Linked DNA regions of Macaca mulatta: region 1 is linked to region 2. A link is a contact called in public Hi-C data. All regions are on one chromosome and are shown on one strand. Each heading gives the region's core, a stretch centred on a gene start, on an enhancer-like site or on the middle of the called end of the contact. The rest is flanking DNA. Distances are from core to core; before and after follow the strand shown. Region 1 holds the start of SGPL1 (sphingosine-1-phosphate lyase 1). Region 2 holds the start of PCBD1 (pterin-4 alpha-carbinolamine dehydratase 1).

Evidence for each region. Hi-C and Micro-C count contacts between places; a contact is called where the count stands out from the background.
Region 1: a contact with region 2 is called in a Hi-C map of liver, with 4 times the contacts expected there. The contact joins the promoter of SGPL1 here to the promoter of PCBD1 in region 2. A contact is called at or near these places in 8 of 14 Hi-C or Micro-C datasets (CD4 T cells, blood, cortical neurons and 4 more).

What each region holds. Positions count from the first base shown.
Region 1 is chr9:78,818,043-78,821,728 of T2T-MMU8v2.0, forward strand. It overlaps SGPL1 (sphingosine-1-phosphate lyase 1), which reads right to left and starts at 1,469. Exons shown (of 16, transcript XM_077946649.1): 1 at 1,254-1,469; 2 at 477-546. It overlaps LOC107000172 (a long non-coding RNA gene), which reads right to left. Exons shown (of 3, transcript XR_013398097.1): 3 at 1,667-1,803.
Region 2 is chr9:78,748,053-78,751,743 of T2T-MMU8v2.0, forward strand. It overlaps PCBD1 (pterin-4 alpha-carbinolamine dehydratase 1), which reads left to right and starts at 1,981. Exons shown (of 4, transcript NM_001266886.1): 1 at 1,981-2,008. The coding sequence starts at 2,006.

The DNA of each region.
Region 1 (3,686 bases), core at 219-2,718, 69 kb after region 2:
CATTCATCCAAAATAAAAGGTGGTTGGCCAGGCGTGGTGGCTCCCGCCTGGAATCCCAGCACTTCAAGAGGCCAAGGCAGGTGGATCACCACAGGTCAGGAGTTCAAGACCAGCCTGGCCAACATGGAGAACCCTGTCTCTATTAAAAATACAAAAATTAGCTCGGTGTGGTGGCGTGCGCCTGTAATCCCAGCTACTTGGGAGGTTGAGGCAGAAGAATCGCTTGAACCCAGGAGGCAGGTGTTGCGGTGAGCTGAGATCATGCCACTGCACCCCAGCCTGGGCAACAGAGTGGGAATTCGTCTCCAAAAAAACAAAACAAAACAAAATAAAACAAAATAAAAGGTGGCAGAAATGCTCAGCTACCAAAAGTAAGCATCAGAGGTGAAATCTACACACTGGGATCCTTTGGACTAAAAAAAAAAAAAACGGAGACAAGTGCCTTCGAACCAGGAGGATGTCTGCAAAAGGCTCACCAACATCAGAAGGTCTGTACTAGGCATCTTCCTCTTCCAGCCTCCTCTCCGTGCTCCCCTTCTTCAGACTCTGTAAAAGGGAACCAGGTTTGTTTACGTCTAGAGCTTTAAACTGTCTCGCCGGCCCGCCTAGATTCGCCAGAGCAGCCAAGTTATGGTTCTCTCCCTCCTTTGAAGGCTCAGATTTCACTCCCAGATATCACACTCCACCCCCAGCACCCCAAACCAGCGAATCAAAATCCTGCTGCAACTAGGTTTCCCTCCCACAGTTGATGAAACTAATCCAGACCCAGACTCCCACAAAGCATTCCACCCAGGTGGAAACTAGGGGAAACGCCCCGTCTGCGCGCGATCGGGGTGCGGAGCCCAGCCCAGGCCACCTAACCCGGGCTGAAGGTGCCGAGGGTGCCAGGGTCCTGCCTCCTCGCACTCCCTTTAGAAGCAGCACGGCCTCGCTCTCGTTGTCCCCCCTCCCTCCTCACAGCCTTCCCGTCCCGTCGGAGGACCAGCAAATCCTGGCCGCCCACGCCCACTCCTACCCCGCGGCAGGCGTGGGCTCCAGACTCGCCCCACCGCGGCCCCGCGCCCGCCCGCCGTCCACTCGCTTGGACCTCGGCTGCAGGTGCCCACGCCTTCAGCCCGCCCCCGCCCCGGCCGCAGCCGCCCCTACTCCGCCTCTGCGCGCCCCCGGCTCACCCGGCCCCTGCCCTCTCCTCACCCCGCTGCGCCTCCGTCCCGACCCTCACCGCCCCCCGGAGCCCGCGGCGGCCCCTCCACCTCCTCACGCCGGAACCAGCTTCCCGTCTCCTTCCCTCGAGCACCCGGCCGGCTCCACCTCCCGCGTCTCCCTCAGCGCGCGACAGACCCGCAGGCCGCGAGAACCAGAATCCACTATTGCCGCCGCCGCCGCCGCCGAGATTGGAGGCCCGGCAGCCGCCGGCCTCGCCCCTCCCGGAAATGGCTCCGGGGGCACCGGCCCGGCTCCCGGACCCTGGCGTGCGCGGCCCCGCTGCCACCAGCCGCGCGCACGCCCGGACCCGGGCCCCACGGCGTGTGCGCGCCGCCTACTGGCCAGGCAGCGGGCTGCACCCAGGCCCTCCAGTGAATGTCTCAACCAGGCCGTCCTGGGGCGGCTGTGGGATGCCGACGGTCACAACTTCTCTTCCAGACTGCCTTTAACAAAAAACTTCCTGGTCACATTTGGTCACTTGGAGCCTCCTGAGAAAGTAAGGCTGCAGGGCATTGTACAAACTAATCCAAAACAGCCACAGAGTTGGGTCTCTTTCCTGGGCCGGGGACTTCATTTTTCCATCGAGGTCAGTGGTGCCTGAAGAAAAGCAACATGGAAACTCATTTAATGGAAATCCCATCCTCATCCTCCCCTCCACCACGCCCCCCCACCCCCCGCGCCCCAGAGGCTACTCTGCCATCACTACTTTCATGAACAGTGCTGGGAATCTCCTTATACACAAGTGCAAGGGGCCCCTGGGATCACAAAGGTCACCTTCATTTCCAGATGAAAAAACTAAGTCTCAGCTGGGTGCAGTGGCTTACCTCGGTAATCCCAGCACTTTGGAACGCTGAGGCGAGAGGGTTGTCTGAGCCCAGCAGTTCTAGATCAGCCTGAGCAACATAGTGAGACTCCCAGCTCCAAAAAGAAAAAGAAAAAACTAAGTCTCAAATAGGTTTCCCATGACTTGTCCACGTTGTCATAACATGGCTTTAGCGGAAGCAGAAGGCAGTGCAGTTACATGGAACCAACTGGCCAGTGACCTGCATTCAAGACTTTTTTTTCCAATAGATCTTAAAATGACACCTAGATAGACTCTTGAAATCTCTCAGACAAAAATGACACTAATGAGGGTACCCAATTCCATCCCCTTGGAAAATGTTGCCATGACACTAAAATTAGGGCATCATCATCACTACTGTCATTATCATCATGTAGTGCTTTCGGGATGAAATGTACTATCACAGCTGCCCTCCTCTGCGTACCCCAACAGCACTTCCCAATTCCCCCGCCAGAATGGTTAAGGCCCTGAAAGACTATGAACAGGTTATCTTTAGGCCTCCTCACCCCCATTCCATCAGAACTCCCAGACGTCTCTACCATCCAGAGCCCCCGACTCAGGCATGAACACCCCCATGCCCTTACCCCTCTCACTACTGTTCCCCAGCAGACATGCATTCTCAGTGTTTAAGGGTCAGAAAATGTTCTGGGGCCTCCTGCCGTTGCCTACTCATCAAGAGTTGCTTTAGGGTTTCAGGCATGCCTTCCCATTCTCCATCTCCTACCCTTCTGCTTTAATTCTTCATCAGATCCCCCAGGAACTGCACACCTCGTCTCCGTCTCCTTGTTAGTTACCACCCCCACATCCTTTAATCTAGAATCTGTATACCCAGATGACTAGAGGGCAGGGTCACATCTGATTCCTCCCTACACCCTAATACACAGTATGCAGTCTGCTCATTCTTCCCAGATGCACAAACCGATTCAATCATATTGAACAGATCCTTACTCTGCCAAGAACTATGCTAGGCACCTTTACATACAAGCCTTATTTATGGCCTGACTTGCCCAGATCAGGTGACTCTTATCATCCCTCAACTTGTAAACAAGGACACCAAGACCAAAGAAGGAAATGATCCTCCCAAAGACACACAGCCATGATGGGGTGGAGTTTGCATGGGAGTTTGGATGGGAAGTCAAGGCTTCAGGCTTTGTAGGGAGAACCTCAAATATGCTTGTTGGTTAATTAGTATCAAAAAATGGTAGAGCTAGAGGGATCTTCAACTATTCGCCAGCTCCACCCCAGAGAATACACATGAAGAAACTGAGGTCCAGAGAGAGATGTGACTCCTGGCAGTTCCTGGCAGAGCCCAGCCTAGAACATGGGTCTGGGTTTGCAACTCTGTGAGCCCATGCAGCTGTGTGTGTGTGTGTGTGTGTGTGTGTGTGTGTGTGTGTGTGTGAGAGAGAGAGAGAGAGAGACAGATAGAGAGAGAGACAGATAGAGAGAGAGAGAGACCTCAGACCACCCTGCTCTCCTACCCCACACTCTCTCTGACAGCAGAATGACATTAGGAGGCACTTAGCTGGCTGGTCAGAGGCAGAGGAGGGCTGTCTGGAGCTTCCATTCTGAAAGTGTGGTTTCCCTGAGAGCGACACTGGCTTTACCTGAGAGCTTTTTATAAATGCATGTTCTTGGG
Region 2 (3,691 bases), core at 731-3,230:
GAGCCTGCTCCCGTGTCATGGCTCGATGCAGCTGGCCAAACCCTGCATCACTCGCTCAGATGCTCCCTCATGCCAGGGGCTGAGCATGCAGTTGCAGTGGCCACATGAGCTGTGGGCTGGAACGCAAACCAGATGTGGGCTGCAAGCTGAATACATAGGGCACTCCCTGCTGCAACCCCAGCAAAGGGGTCAAAAGAAATCCTGCTTCACAATAAACTCTCATTTTATAGCTATTAGCCTGACAAAAAATAAAAAGCTGGCTAACAGGAAGTGTGAGTATGTATGTGTAAGGTGCATATGGAAATAGTACCCCCTCACACTGTGCGGGCGAGAATGAGGACTGGTGTCCCCATTCTGGACATTATCTGGAACTATTTTGAGATACACACCCATGCGGGAAATTGCTGGATTCATAGGGTATGAATATACTTAAGAAACTGCCCACAGCCCCGGGAGCTATTAGAGATGTTCACTGCAGCAGCATTGTTGTTTAACTCTGTGTGTGTATGTGTGTGTGTGCCCACATACTCACGGATTTGGGAGGTGGTGGTAGCAGCAGAAAGTTGGAGGGAACCTAAGTATCCATCACTGATAGAACAAGAAACCACGGCAGACTCTCATTACAAAATACTAGGCCGCAGTTAAAAGCTACAGATTGAATATACATATAGCGACATGGGTAGATCTTAATTTTCCACTAAATACTCTGTTTTGTAAGAAACAGACTGAGAAATGTAATATATTTACATAATACCATTTACATAAATTTAAAAATACATATAGACGAAACAACACCACACATTTTGCAAGAACGTGTGCAAACAAAAATACACATTAACACATTAGAGAGGCTGCTATGGGCCGTGGCGGCGGGCGGGGGGGAATAAAAATGGAGTACAAGAATAAAAGGTAACAGAAAAAATGTAAAATGTGAGAGGACTTTTCTAACCTGACTCTAAGACTTATTATAAAGCTATAATAATCAAGACAAGGTAGCGTCCTGTCATGATGGACAAACAGATCAATGGAACAGAAGAAAGGGCTCAGAAATAAACCCACACATATATAATCAATTGATGTTTTACAAAGGTGCGAAGACAATTCAGTGGAGAAAGGAATAACTGAATCTCCATGTGCAAAAGTGAATCTGGATCTATAACTTGAAGCATACAAAAATATTTACTCAATGTGGATCACAGACTAAATGTAAAACCCAAAGCTCTAAAACATAGGAGAAAACTTTTGTGATCTCGTGTTAGGCCAAGATTTCTATGCGTACAACATCAAAATAGAAATCTATCAAAGAAGCATTTGATAAATTGGATTTCATCAAAATTAAGAACGTTTGCTCTTTGAAAGGCAGCGTAAGATAATTCAAAGAAAATATTTGAAAAGCACTGCCTGATCATGTCCTTATATCCAGAAAAAAACACCCTCAAAACTCGGTAAGAAAACAAACAACCCAATTTCTTTTTTAATGGGCAGGAAATTCAAACATGCTATTCACCAAAAAAGACTTATCCTTAGCAAATAAGTACATGAAAAGATATTCAATATCATTAGTCATCAAGGAAACTTGATATGTTCATAATCTTGATCTCAGTGTCGGTCTCACGAGGGAAACATTAAAATTCATCAAATTGTACACGTTGAATATGTGCAACTTATTGCATGTCAATTCTATCCAAATAAAAGATTTTTATAAAGAAATAAATAGTTATTCTGGCGCCCAGGGCCACCCAGCTGTAAGCGGCGGGCTGGGATTCCAACCCTGAAGTGGGCATTTGGAGCCCTCATGCTTCACCCTAGCTCCCTGAAACAAGCTCGGAGGATTGGCTCTGAGCAGCGAGGAAAGTGCTGGAAGGAAGCAGGCCGAGCGCGTCCCTGGCTGGGGACGTTAATCATTACCGGAGGGCGGTCCGAGCGCGGCCCCGCCCCGGGACGGCCGCCTGCGCGCCCGGCCGCCGCCTGCCCTCTCCGCCGGCCACCTGCTGCCGCCCGCGCCATGGTGAGTCCAGGGGTGCGCCGCCGCGATCGGGGCAGCGGGGCCGGGGCAGCAGCGGGCGAGGTGGGAGCGGGACGGGGCGGGGGAGGGTCTTTTCGAGCCTCCTGCGGAGCCGCCGGGGTCCGAGAGTGGGGTCTCTGCCCGGGTCCCTGTCGCCGGCGGCGGGGAGGGGAAGCTGAGGCCCTGAGAGGGGCATGGCGGGTCCCGGTCCCAGCCAGTTGGGAGGCCAGGCCTGCCCTGACCCAGGCCAGTGCTTGTTCCCGGACCCTGCTGGGGGCGGGGCCTACGACCTTACAGGGCCGGGGAGGACCGTGGTGGGAGAGTTCGCAGATCTCGTCCCCTTAGTGGCCCGATTCGGCTTTATACTGGGGTGGGAGCGAGAGGCAGGCTGAGTTTGCGCGCTCCTGTGCGTACCCGTCCGCGCCCCTTCCCGCTCGCACTCTGGATACAGGGTCTGTCCGCCTGGGACTCACGCTCTGAGCCCATGTGCGGTCCCGGGCTCCAGAGCCAGCCTCCGCGCCGGTTTGAGGCCGGTGCCCGGCCGCGGGGGCTTGGTGGCGCAGGAGCAGCCCTCCTCCCGGGCTAGCTTCCCCCACCTACCCCCGGGGCGGGGGCGGGCCCCTTGCTCTGCTGTAAGCTCGGGCGCTTCATCAGACCGTTTCTGGCCCACAGGCCTTCGGAGCAGGCAAGACTGGGAGGGCCTTTTGATGGGAGAGGGACTTGGGGGAGGGAGGATGAGTGGGGCTGTTTGTGAGGGGCGCTGAGGCCCCCAGAGATGCAGGCTTGGGAAATCGGCGACCACTCCCCACACCTCGCCAGAGGAGGCAAGACCTGGCGGGGATTTACTAAGCAAACAGGGCACCGTCCCCCTCTCCAGAGCCGGCACCTGGAAGATTTGTCAGTTCAGCCCCAGGCTCTGCGACTTGGGGGGTTCCAGAAGGCTCTACCGAGAAAGGGAAGCCTCCTAAGAGCTCACCTGGACTCACCCATCCCTTTAAGAGCCAAGGAAGTAAACAGTGGGCTCTGATGCTTTGGCTGACTTCTGGTTGTCTGGATACACGGACCAGGCAGTCAGCCACGGGGAGAGGGCCAGCTCTGGAGTAGAGACCTCCCTACTGGGCAGATGATGCAAATCGCTGCTGCCATTCAATCCCTGTAGCCATCTAGAGCCGAGGAGAGGAGAGGGGCCAAGCTCCCTCAGTCCGGAGAGAGCTCACGTTTTCAGGAGGGAAACAGGAGGGAAAAAAGACGGACTTAGGAAAGCACTGCGATGCTTCAGCTACCACAAATGCTACCAGGCCCATCACAAGCCTACTTGCCTTAGGAGGTATTTTTTTGTAATGCAGATGACATTTGCTTTATAGCAGTGGAGTTTCCTAAAGTGTCCCATTGGCACCTCCTGATGATCTGTGGAGGTAGAGGTTCTGCCAAGAGAGGTACAGCCACCTGGCTGGTAAATGGTGAAAGCGGGGCTCAAACTTCCTGCCAATCAACACATGGTGTTCAGTCTGCAGGCTGCCTCATAAAAGCTAAATTAACCTCCCTCACATTCCCTCCTCACCCCTAAGTATTTCTTTTCAATTCAGCACTCTATTTCTGCCCTTGGGTGGTGCTACTCTAGAAGCCTAGGTTCTGGGATCCGTTAAGGTCCTAGACCTGGATCCTCCTAGGATGAAACTGACCCTT